2 separate regions of the Ovis aries genome follow, and region 1 is linked to region 2. A link is a contact called in public Hi-C data. All regions are on one chromosome and are shown on one strand. The core of a region is the stretch at or near the end of the contact, and the rest is flanking DNA. Distances in the headings are between cores, read along the strand shown. Region 1 has its middle 11 kb from the start of CYS1. Region 2 overlaps GRHL1 (grainyhead like transcription factor 1).

Region 1 (6,451 bases), core at 2,737-5,236, 80 kb before region 2:
TAGCTGGTAAAGAATCTGCAGGAGACCTGGGTTCGATCCCTGGGTTGGGAAGATTCCCTGGAGAAGGGAAAGGCTACCCACCCCAGGATTCTGGCTTGGAGAATTCCATGAACTGTATAATCCGTGGGGTCGCAAAGAGTTGGACACGACTGAGCGACTTTCACTTTCACTATAGTCAGTTATTAATGTGGTTGAGGTCAAGAGCATCAAAGAGATGATTCTGGAAGCAGACAGACCTGTGTTGAATTCCTCTCCCTCACCAGCTGGTGACGCTGGGAAGCTGTGCACTCAGTGTAACAGGCATCTGATTAAGATGCTTCATCCATGGGCTTCATTCAGTCCTTACAGCAGGACATGGAGTTTGGAGGAGTGTGAGGCACGCGCCAGCTGTGTGACCCTGGGCGTGGCATTTGCACCGTCTCCAGGCCTCAGCTTGATCATGCTGAAGGGTGGCATTTAGACTGTCGTCGCTAAGGGTAAGCTTCCTTGGTGGTGCTAGGGGTAGAGAACCTGCTTGCCAGTGCAGGGGGCATAGGGAACGCTGGTTTGATCCCTGGGTAGGGAAGATCCCCCGGAGGAGGGCATGGCACCCCACTCCAGTATTCTTGCCTGGAGAGTCCTGTGGACAGAGGAGCCTGGAGGGCTACAGTCCACGGGGTTCACAAAAAGTCGAACATGACTGAAGTGACTTAGCACGCACGCATGCATTGCTAAAGGTTCTTTGAGTTCTGCCCTACTTTGCTTTCCGATCCTATTGATAAGATGAGTCTGGAGCCAGCAGGCAGAACCCAGTTGTGCAGTGGTTAAGAAGCAAGAACTGCCTGTCATGGCTGCACTGACCAGCATGTCCCCAGTGAATGTTCACAGAACTGTGATCAGCCTTGGGCTGATTAGACATCCTCAGTTCAATGACCAAACTCTTCTCATGAGCTCTAAGGAATAATTAGCTTTTTCTATTCATTCTCTGGGAAAATGTATTTTGGATTTTAAACGGTCACCTTTTACAAATGCATCTGAGCTCCCATTCTTTGAGTGCTTGTTATGGGCTAGACGCTGTTTTGTGCTGATGGCTTGACATGCGTGACCACATTTAATTTTATTCACTTCTCACAGCAGCTTCATGAGGCAAGTACTATTAATCCCCATTTGATGGATGGAGAGACTGAGGCACCATGAGATTAAGCTACAGAGATGGTGTCAGAGTCACACCTGAGTGTCTCCATTTCCAAGGTGCCACTGCTCCATAAAGCTGACATTTGAGAACAGACCCCATTTCTGGGTTGGGCTTGGCAGAACCATGTTCGTGTGACATATTTCTGCTCTGGAGAAACAAACACCTACAACAGAACAGTTCTGTGAACAGTTTGCCCATGCTTGTCCCTGGAGAGCAAGAGTGACTTCTCTCACACTAATCACTGACTCGGCAAATAGTTACCAAGGGCCAACCCCTATTCTAGATGCTGGGGTCACCGCCAGGGACAACACAGAAAAAATCCTGGCCCCGGGAGCTTGTATTCTAGCAGGAGAAAAACAGAAGCAAATTATCAACATAATTAATAAGTATATCAAATTGTATGTTAGGAGGAGAATGGGCTTTGGAAAGAAAATAGAGCCAAATAAAGAGGATCTGAAGTGTAGGAGGGGAGATTCAATTTAGAATAAGCTTCCTTGTGATAATGAAATGGGAGGGGGCATTGCGGGGGGTATGGATGGATATGAGCTGTACAGCTTTCTGGAAGGGTGAGGCAGACACAATCAGTGCAAAGGCCCTGAGGTGCATGTGTTTGGCATGGCTGAGGATGAGCAAGGAGTCCAGCGGGGCTGGAGAGAGGTGAGAGAGGGCAATGGAGGTGGTAAGAAGGGGCCAGATTCTAGATATAGAGTCAGAAGGCAGAACTAAGGGAATTACTGGTAGTTTAAAGGGGGGTTGTGAGAGAAGAGGAGTCAAGGAGGACCCCCAAGTAACTGAGTAACTGGAATTAATAGGGAATTTAGAATGATGCTGGAGCACTAAGAAGAGGCCAGTTCTCCGAACTTACGGTTGCTAGAGGGGAGGGATAGTTAGAGAGTTTGGGATGGACATGTACACACTGCTATATTTTAACTGGACAACCAAGAAGGACCTACTGTGTAACACAGGGAACCCTGCTCAACGTTATGTGGCAGCCCAGATGAGGAGGAAAGTTTGGGGGAGAATGGACACGTGTATATGTTTGGCTGAGCCCCTTTACTGTTCACCTGAAACTGTCACAACATTTTTAACTGGCTATACCCCAATACAAAATCAAAAGCTGTATTTTTCTTTTTTTAAAGAAGAGGCCAGTTCTCATCCCTGTTGTCCATGGTCTCTTTAGACCTTTGCCCAGTGGTCTGGATGGCATGACTGTGCCAGAATTAGAGGGGCCAACAGGCAGTGTGACAGAATTATTTTACAGTGTGCCAAGATACTGAAGCCAGCACCTCCTTTTATTTCCGTGAAGAAATATACACAATTTTAGAAACTTTTTATTTTAAAATAATGTCAGACTTATAGAAGATATGAATTGTACAGTTTCTATACGGCAGCCAGCTCCCCCTACTGTTAACATGTGGCATAACCACAGAAAAGTTGAAAAATAAGACATCAACTTAGGTGTAACATTACTAAGTACACGGCAGACTTTACACAGATTTCCAGAGTTTTCCCCCTACTGCCTTTTTTTTTTAACTTTTTACTTAATATAGGAGGATAGCCAATTAACAATATTGTAACAGTTTCAGGTGGACAGAAAAAGGACTCAGCCATACATACACGTGTGTCAGGGGAGTGTGTAATTTCCTTGGTTCTGTCTCACCACAGCAAACGTTGGAAGCGGCAGACCAGTGTTACAGCTCGGTTACAGCTCAGTTTTATTTGGCAAGCAAAGGAAAACATCCTCGAGGCGTGAGGGCAGGCCGACCCAAAAGAAGAGAGCAGTTCAATTTTGGTTCCTCTTTTTATCTGTTTTTCCTCCTTCCCCTGAGCCTGCCCTATGTAAACTGGGCTAGCCAGGAGGGCTGTATGTTTCACCTGAGGTTCTCACTCGGGTCCTCGGACCTTCCTTTTTCTATTTTTTTGGGCTTCTCCCTCTTTGTCTTTTAGCCACCGCTATTTTGGACTCCTTCCTATTCTAACTGCCTGACACAGGTATCCCTTCTCCCTCACACTCCCCTTCCCGCTAGGCTGCCATGTAACACTGAGCAGAGTTCGCTGTGCCCTACTGTACTGCCACTTTGATGGTACAGGGTCCCTCCCTAAGCTTTCCGTCACGTCCCCTTACTCTCCTTCAGCTCGAGATGGTTTCTCTGTCTCCTTGGCAGTTGCCTGGCACCTCTGTCCTTTCTCCTTGGGCCCCAGGTCTGGGCAGGAGTCTGGGGCCAGGGTGGAGCTCTGGTCAACCACCCAGGGAGCCACCCCCCCTCCCCCCACGCCAAGAGAGGAGCAACCCAAGCTTGCTGTCTCCCTGCCCCAGGCTACCACCCTGGTCCCCACCTCACACCCGAGGACCACCAAACCCCCTGGTCACCAAGGCCACTTCCGATCCACAGAGCTGGGTCTGAGGCAGAGAAACATCCCCCCACCCCTTGTGTTTCCCCAACAAAACACAGATGGTTAAGGAAAGGGAGGGCCCCTCGGTCAGGATCAAAGCACTGCCTCTGAAATTTTCCCTGGGGCTGAAGAACATGGCAGCCAGTAAGGAGAGGCCCTTCTGCACCTCCTCCTCAGCCCCCACCCTCCTCACTCCCCTCACCTCATCTCACCCCGACCACGGGAGTTCTGCCCCCGCTGTGCCCAGCCAGACAGTGAGCTGCTGCGGGCGCCTTTTGGAGCTGAGACACAGTGGTGTTGCTGGCACTGTTGAAGTCAGGAAGAGGCTGATGGCCCAGTTACCGTGGCAACCAAAGTTTGCTTTCAGAGCAGCTGGTGTTCAGCTCTTGCTTGGACCTAGAGAGGCATGATGTCACGGCGGTGGTCGTGGCGGCTCCAGGCACAGTCAGATGAAGCTCTTCTGGGGGTGGGGCAGTGCTGGAGAGGGTATGAGACTGCCAGATTGAAACTGAAAGATGGACTGGGATCTCCCCGGGGTCTGGAAGATGCTGATACTCCCTGGTCTAGGAAAGAGGTTCCTCAGAGGACAGGAGCGCATGTGTTAAAACTGTCGCCAAAGCCCCTTGTGTCACTGTCTGCAGCTCTGCTAGTTAGGGTGGCTCGTTGGTAATGGAGGGACAGCCAGGGCCCGGGTACCTGGGCTCAATGTTAGGACAGGTGTCAGGGGCCAGTAGGGATTTGTAGCAAGACCACCGGAGGCTCCAGCACTGAGTAACTGTGTGACTGTGGGCAAGTGTCTTGGGCTCTCTGAGCCTCAGTGCCCCATCCATCAAATGGAAGACCACAAAATCTACCCTGTGATGCTCCCAAAGGTCAAACCATCCGAACCTCACAGAGTGCCCAGGGCATCTTAGTTCTCAGTAAACAAGAGCTCTGAAATCTTTGCCTGGGGACCCCGCAGGAGCCACTTTTCCTTCTTCAGGACCCTGTTCTGAGCATGCCCTCCCCGAGGCTCCCTCAGGGCTGACCCCACGCCCCAGCCTTTGCTGTGTGCTCCTCCTTGCCACACGTGAAGGACCACGTGCTCCGAGTGGCAGAATGACATCTGTCTGTCCTGGGAGGGTGTGACGGTCTGGGGCTGGAGAAGCCATCGTTAATTTAGGATTTCATTTTGTACCAAATGCAGGATGATTATTAAAAAGTCAGGGTGCTGCCTTCCCCACTATAGCAGTAAGCTAAGGACCAGGAGGGCACTGGACCAGAGGGCACCAACTCTCATTTCCCTCCATCCCCCCCCCACCCCCCAGCATAGGGAGCATCCATATGTCCTTCCACATCTTGATCCTTTCTCATCTGCAATTTGGAAACTCTCCTCCTATTAACACCCAGCTCTAGTGTCTTCTCCAGGATGCTTTATTGACCTCTTGTCTTTCCTCAGTATTTATACCTGTTATGTCACATTTCTCTTTTTATTTTAATTTTTGAACACAGCTGTCTCCCTCACTGGTCTCTGAGTTCCTGAAGCCAGGAACTATGAATCATTTATTTATATATTCCCCAAGTTTATCGCATGGTAAAAGCTTTACAAGTGCTTATAGAGTTGAGTCAAACTGCATTTCTGTGAGATATATACTTTTTCAAACAGACTGAGTTTCTTTTCTGGTGATTTCATTTTGGTGTTTGCTTTCAGTTTAAATAATCAAAACATATTTGGATAAGTATTCTTGGGTAGATTAAAAATAACTCAATATATTCCTAGGGTTGATACTTGCAGAAACGCAGAAAGACTTTTTATTTGTATCTAAATAAGAGAAAGGACAGGAAGGAAAATGCTGATAACATTTTATCTGTAGAGAAAAAATAAAATCTAGAAGTAGAAAAAGAGATCTGACTTTGAGATCTCATTTCTGGTTCACACACAAGAAGAAATTTAAATATTAAAAGGGCTTATTTGTCTACAAGAACCTTTTCCCTTGGGTTTCATAACTCAGCAATCTCACCTGGGGCCCCAAGTGAGCACGCTGAGTTAGGTATGAAGGCAGAAATAAGTTACTAAAAACTGTAGGTGGTTAATATTAACTTCCTTTTCTTTCATGAATAAACCCTGTCATCTGGGACGAAACTCAGAGCGCTTTCAACTAAACCAGGGCTCCATGCAGTTTGTGTAAAGGGCCAGATGGACATATTTCAGGCTTCATAAGACAAATGATCTACAAGTCTTGAACCTGTGCCCTCTGCAGTGAAAACAGTCCTAACCACTGGCCCATCAGGGAACTCCTTTTTTTTTTTTTTTTTTTTTGCCAAATGGTCTTTGAAGTAAACCTTGAAGCGTTAGTCGCTCAGTTGTATCTGACTCTTTGTGACCCCGTCGACAGTAACCCGCCAGGCTCCTCTGTCCTTGGAATTTTCTAGGCAATACTGGAGTGGATTGCCATGCCCTCCTCAGGGAGGAATGCAGGAAAGGAATCACTAAAAAGATACGTGTGCATGCATGCTAAGTCACTTCAATCGTGTCCAACTCTTTGTGACCCCATGGACTGTATGTAGCCTGCCAGGCTCCTCTGCCCATAAAATTCTCCAGGCAAGAATACTGGAGTGGGTTGCCAACACAATAAACTGTTAACAGTGATTACCTTGAAGGACCTGGATGGCCTGTGGTATAGCGCATGCTTTATTTATACATTTATCTTTCTGCACTCATTGTGCTTTTTTCCCTCTGCCATGAGCATGCATGCTTTGTAGTTTAAAACACTAGTTAATAAAAAGCTATGTTAAAAAGTGAGGGGAAAAATGTAGGAAAGGAAATCTGCCTCTTTTATTACTCAGAGATTTTATGTGACTTGCTGTATTAGTCAGGCCTCTCAGAGTAACAGAACCACCAGG
Region 2 (6,417 bases), core at 2,771-5,270:
GCCCGCTCCGCAGTCACACCCAAACTCCACAGCTAACACTGCCACTTGCTAGCTGTGCCATGTGAGGCAAACTAGTTACACTCCCTATGCCTCACTTTCCTCATCTGTGAAATGGGTATAATAGTAGGGTCAATCTTACATGGTTGTTGTAGGGATGAAATGAGGAGCTTGGGTGAAGCACTTCACGTGCAGGGTATACGATAAAGAAAACACAGTAGCTGAGTTATTATTTCAGTGTGCAGTGATCTTTCAATAAACAGTACTTATTACAGTGAACAAAGTCAGTCTACAGAAGAATCACATGGTCCAGCTACAGAAGGCACATCAGTCAAGTCAACCTACGCGTCTGGAAGCCACAGCTCCCTGACGACTCTTTTTCCCAATGAGTTACCCTCAAAGTTTAGCCAATCTACTATCAAGGCCAACCCTTCCCACAAGGCCCATCGAGGACATTCCACATGCTTTAGAATTAAGCCCCAAAATGCTTACTCTGTATCCCATGCCAAACAGTACTGACACTTAAGTACAGTTCTAAAAATATTAACTTCTGAACTAAGAAGCAACATTCCATGATTGAAAACATGTCTCAGGGCAGGAGGGTGGAGGGAGATGGAGCAAAGGCTTTGATGTTGGTCAAAACAGAACTTGAAGCTTGGCCTCGGCACTAAGCTGACCCTGATTCTGGAAAAGCTTCCTAGGCTCTCTGGGCCTCAGCTGCCTCATCCAGAAACTGAGTAGTAACTCCTGTCTTAGAGTAATGGTAACATGGGAATTAAGTAACACACATGTGCCTGGCCCAGCACCTGACTCATGATGGGGGCTCAATAAATGGGGCAGCGACTGTTGTCAGCCTTGGTAAATTTTATCATGCGCTCTGGAATTTGGAGCAACTGCACTGCTGCCAAGCATGGGAGAAACAAAGATTTTACTTGGAAAAAATCCACAAAGATGCCCTAGAAAAATAAATCAACTTTATGTGGATAATCTAGTATGAAAAACTATTATTTTTGCACTGATATTTCTATAACTGGTTCTTGACTGGGCACAAATTCAGGTGGATGAAATTAATTTTCTATGATACTGACATTACTCAGAGGCTGTTCTGTGACACTGACATCACTCCTAGTCTCTGCTCTATGACCCTGACATCACTCAGAGGGGCTGTTCTATCACACTGACATCACTCAGAGGGGCTGTTCTATCACACTGACATCACTCAGAGGGGCTGCTCTATGACCCTGACATCACTCAGAGGGGCAGTTCTATCACACTGACATCACTCAGAGGGGCTGCTCTATGACCCTGACATCACTCAGAGGGGCTGTTCTATCACACTGACATCACTCAGTGGGGCTGTTCTATGACCCTGACATCACTCAGAGGGGCTGTTCTATGGCACTGACATCACTCAGAGGGGCTGTTCTATGACACTGACATCACTCCTAGTCTCTGCTCTATGACCCTGACATCACTCAGAGGGGCTGCTCCATGACCCTGACATCACTCAGAGGGGCTGTTCTATCACACTGACATCACTCAGAGGGGCTGCTCTATGACCCTGACATCACTCAGAGGGGCTGTTCTATCACACTGACATCACTCAGTGGGGCTGTTCTATGACCCTGACATCACTCAGAGGGGCTGTTCTATCACACTGACATCACTCAGAGGGGCTGTTCTATAACACTGACATCACTCAGAGGGGCTGTTCTATCACACTGACATCACTCAGTGGGGCTGTTCTATAACACTGACATCACTCAGAGGGGCTGTTCTAAAACACTGACATCACTCAGAGGGGCTGCTCTATGACACTGATATGACTCCTAGTCTCTGCTCTATGACCCTGACATCACTCAGAGGGGCTGTTCTATAACACTGACATCACTCCTAGTCTCTGTTCTGTGACCCTGACATCAGAGGCTCTAAGGTTGCCAGTCAGCACTCACCCTTTTTTACACTTCTTGAAGATTTTCCCAATCTTTTCTTGGGGAACATCATATTTGTCAGAGATCTAAAGGAACAAAAGAAAAATAATATTACAAATTTCTGTGTTCATGACTTGACAAAACCTTGACAAATACCTTCATACAGTGGTACAGACACTTGGCTTTCTGTTTCTCACATCTGCACACACAAAGCCACAGATGAGCGCCTGTCTATCCTGGGGAGGAGGGGCTACCCGCCTCTGGAGAGAGCTGGAATCAGGGGTCTGCTGCTTCCCAAAGTCATAGATGTCACAACTCTATTATATGGCCATGGTGTTTTGAAATTAATACCTTACAGAGCAGTGTTATGTTTACAGAGAAAGTACAGACCTATTCTTTCCACCCAAAATCCGTGTGCTGTACTTGTCCTGCCTGATGAGCGAACACTGCTGCAACAAGAAAACTAAAGTCCTCGGTCCACCTCTCTGAGCTGAGCGCTCCATGCAGGTTGGCATCCACGTGGGCCCCTCTCTGAGCTGAGCGCTCCATGCAGGTTGGCATCCACGTGGGCCCCTCTCCGAACTGCAGGCTCCATGCATGTTGGCATCCACGTGGGCCCCTCTCTGAGCTGAGTGCTCCATGCATGTTGACATCCACATGGGCCCCTCTCCGAACTGCAGGCTCCATGCATGCTGACGTCCACGTGGGCCCCTGAGCTGAGCGCTCCATGCAGGTTGGCATCCACGTGGGCCCCTCTCTGAGCTGAGCGCTCCATGCAGGTTGGCATCCACGTGGGCCCCTCTCCGAACTGCAGGCTCCATGCATGTTGGCATCCACGTGGGCCCCTCTCTGAGCTGAGTGCTCCATGTATGTTGACATCCACGTGGGCCCCTCTCCGAACTGCAGGCTCCATGCATGTTAACATCCACGTGGGCCCCTCTCTGAGCTGTGAGCTCCAAGCATGCTGACGTCCACGTGGGCCCTTCTCTGAGCTGTGAGCTCCGAGCATGCTGACGTCCACGTGGGCCCCTCTCTGAGCTGTGAGCTCCGAGCATGCTGACGTCCACGTGGGCCCCTCTCTGAGCTGTGAGCTCCGAGCATGCTGACATCCACGTGGGCCCCTCTCTGAGCTGCAGGCTCCATGAGCGTTGACAAGCATCCTGTCTAGGCACTCTACTCAGTGCACAAAGGCCTCACTCTGGAGTGAGACACGCCTAAACAGTGCCAGTTCTGACTCAGTTTCCACTGGCAGGTGACTGTTCTAAACCTTGGCCTCCTCTCAACAGGAAAGAGAGACCCTCACCTCACATACCCCATGACTATCGTGGGATTAAGGCGTGTCCAACCCAAAGCAGGAGTTCATTTCAGATACAGACTCACCAGAAGGAAGGAACTGTTTTGATTCCCCAGCTCAGAAGGAACATCCAAGGGCCCTGGCCACAGCCAGGCCAGCGCCTCGCTAGGGGTGGAGCCTCTCCGGAGGGCAGTGGGCTCTGGCTAAGGCGTGGCCGAGGGCCCCAGTCCTGGCCCACCTTCCCTCTCGACCAGGGGTGCGGGGTCCACACAGTGCAGTGAGCTCTGGAGGTTTCCTCTTGGGCGTGGAGCTGTCTGCACAGGGAGGGGACAGCTACTCCAAGGACCAGGGGCTGATTCAATCTAGGTCAGACACTGTACCTGAGGAGGTATCCAGACCGCTCCCACCCAGGGGTCACCGCCCTGCCCACTCTTGATCTGAAGAGCACGGCTCTGGGCGGCCCTGAGACTGGGGCTTCAGAAGACCGGCCTGCAGATCATTTTCAATCTAACAAAGATACATCGTGCACATCGAACCACATCCAAGCTGCATCATACACGTTCACCTCTTTTCTGTGCCACTGGACTATCACTGTGTTTATGAAACCCCCAGCCCAGGAGATGGGAGGCTGGGATGAATTCCTTAAGTGCTGTGAATGAATTATATTTGCACAGCGAGTCCCAGTCTTTTCCACGCTCTCCTCTCTCTCCTTCATCAAGAGGTGAGGAGGGGCTATCAGGAGACAAGGAAGCGGAGGAACCACGAACCGGGAGAAGTCACAGGAAGCCGAATGACCCAGAGCAGAGGGCGCCAGGTGGCGCTGGGCGCCGCTGGCTGAGGTGCAGGGGAGGAGCTGCGGTGACATCCGCTTCCTAGAGACCGAGAGACAGCGCCCCCTGGCTGCCACCCCCTGCACTGCCTCAGTTCTCCCCGCAGCATCCATCAGTTCAGTTCAGTTCAGTCCAGTCGCTCAGTCGTGTCTGACTCTTTGCGACCCCCATGGTCTGCAGCACACCAGGCTTCCCTGTCCATCACCAACTCCTGAAACTTACTCAAACTCATGCCCGACTAGTCGGTGATGCCACCCAACCATCTCATCCTCTGTCGTCCCCTTCTCCTGCAATCTTTCCCAGCTTCAGGGTCTTTTCAAATGAGTCTGTTCTTTGCATCAGGTGGTCAAAGTACTGGAGTTTCAGCTTCAGCATCAGTCCTTCCAATGAATATTCAGGACTGATTTCCTTTAGGATGGACTGGTTAGGTCTCCTTGCAGTCCAAGGGACTCTCAAGAGTCTTCTCCAACACCACAGTTCAAAAGCATCAATTCTTTGCTGCTCAGCTTTCTTTATAGTCCAACTCTCACATCCATACATGACCACTGGAAAAACCATAGCCTTGACTAGACGGACCTTTGTTGGCAAAGTAATGTCTCTGCTTTTTAATATGCTGTGTAGGTTGGTCATAACTTTTCTTCCAAGGAGTAAGCGTCTTTTAATTTCATGGCTGCAGTCACTATCTGCAGTGATTTTGGAGCCTCAAAAAATAAAGTCTCTTTTGTTTCCACTGTTTCCCCATCTATTTGCCCTGAAGTGATGGGACCAGATGCCATGATCTTCGTTTTCTGAATGCTGAGCTTTAAGCCAACTTTTTCACTCTCCTCTTTCACTTTCATCAAGAGTCTCTTTAGTTCTTCGCTTTCGGCCATAAGGGTGTTGTCATCTGCATATTTGAGGTTACTGGTAAGTCTCCCCGCATCCATCAGTGCTACCTGGAAAATTACACAGTGGCCTCTGCCGATTTCACTGTAGCCATCTTCCTAACCAGAATGTAAACTCCATTCAGCACTGGGTCATGTACTCCTATATCTCCAGTGCCAGGAACAGTGCCTGGCACAAAGTAGGCCCTTCACAAACGTTTGTTAAATGAATTCAACATTTGGCAGTAGTCAGGGGAAACCTGCTTCCAGCCGAGTTATGGACTCACTTTGAGCTCAAAGATTCCGGTGATTTACAGGGGCCCGAGGTGGATACATATCGAGACACAGTGCTGACCCCTTGAATTTCACTCTGGGGCAAAGCCAAAACAGGGATCAGCCTGGCACCCTTCTCGTGCCTCTATGATGTCCCCAAGGGCAGGCTGGGGTCAGTGTGCTCTTGGGCCATTTGCTGAGATGCTGCGGCCGAAGGATCTCCGAGCCATGGAAGTTGTATGGGCCCCTTCTCAAGCTGGCCATGCAGGTGATCAGAAGTGTGCAACTCGTGACTTCACTTTAAATCACCTGGCTGTGGTCACCTCTGGTCACAACTCTGCCTTTTCACAAATAGGCTTCGGGTAATGTCTGGACACAAATTCAGTCATTTCCCAAGATCAGGAGTTCCAAAGGCCGGTGAAGGAGCCACTGTTTTATGTGTGGAAGTTTTCAAGATTTTGATAGAAATAATCTTTTGTTGGCTTCTAAGTAGTCTGTTAAGTGGCAGTCTCTCTTTAACCAAGCACAGGAAAGTTAAACCATTCCAAGGGTCATTACAAATCCACTCAGTTCAGTGGACTAGACGCTGGTGGGTGATTACTATCTACCAATGGGTGTGCTGGGCACAGTGGTGTGAGGTAGGTACAACCTTGCAACTGCTGAAGACTAAGCTGGGGGTGTGGGGGTCGGGGTGAAACGTGGCACGTGCCTCGGCCACAGACAAGGTGCTGGGACTCAGGAAAGGCTTTAGCACCACCGAGGAACCTGGACGGGCTGGTAAAATTTGTTCTGATCGAATTCTGTGCAAGTAAGAGGATTATGAAGCTCCTACTACTTACAGCTTCCATCAGGCCTTTCAAGGATGGAGTCTTGAGCATCAGGGCATCGAAGACTTCTTCTGACTCCTTCCGCACGTAGAGCAGCACTGATCCCCAGTGGGGAAGAAGGAGGGAAAAGTGTAATTCATTGATAGGAGCAAAACAAGAAAACGGATTGCAGGTATTGAGAAAAATAAAAAGAGACGTCCACATTAAGGACGGCAAACATGAACCAATATAAAATCTGTCTCAAGGAACACAGCTTTCAGCTTCTTTTTAACTCTGCTGGAAGTCCCGGCTCAAGCCAGGAGGAGCTGCTCTGATGGAGGAACACTCAAGGGAAGTCAACACTGATGAGGTCTGCTTGAGGAATTCATGCTTTGGCTGGATTCAGAGCTCACTTCCCACTGG

What was found. A called contact is a pair of places that touch in the nucleus more often than the background predicts.
Region 1: a contact with region 2 is called in a Hi-C map of hypothalamus, with 3 times the contacts expected there. The contact joins two enhancer-like sites. A contact is called at or near these places in 12 of 16 Hi-C or Micro-C datasets (blood, hypothalamus, liver and 6 more).

What each region holds. Positions count from the first base shown.
Region 1 is chr3:19,286,601-19,293,051 of ARS-UI_Ramb_v3.0, reverse strand. No RefSeq gene overlaps it. Among named protein-coding and RNA genes, the nearest start is that of CYS1, 11 kb to the right of the region's middle. Within about 2 kb of position 3,986, at least 22 of the 54 cell types and tissues checked have an H3K27ac peak or open chromatin away from gene starts, as enhancers often do. A contact at or near this core is called in hypothalamus, where this site is marked.
Region 2 is chr3:19,206,359-19,212,775 of ARS-UI_Ramb_v3.0, reverse strand. GRHL1 (grainyhead like transcription factor 1) reads right to left here. Exons shown (of 16, transcript XM_027966513.2): 14 at 6,028-6,113; 15 at 1,950-2,014. Among named protein-coding and RNA genes, the nearest start is that of KLF11, 36 kb to the left of the region's middle. Within about 2 kb of position 4,020, at least 9 of the 54 cell types and tissues checked have an H3K27ac peak or open chromatin away from gene starts, as enhancers often do. A contact at or near this core is called in hypothalamus, where this site is marked.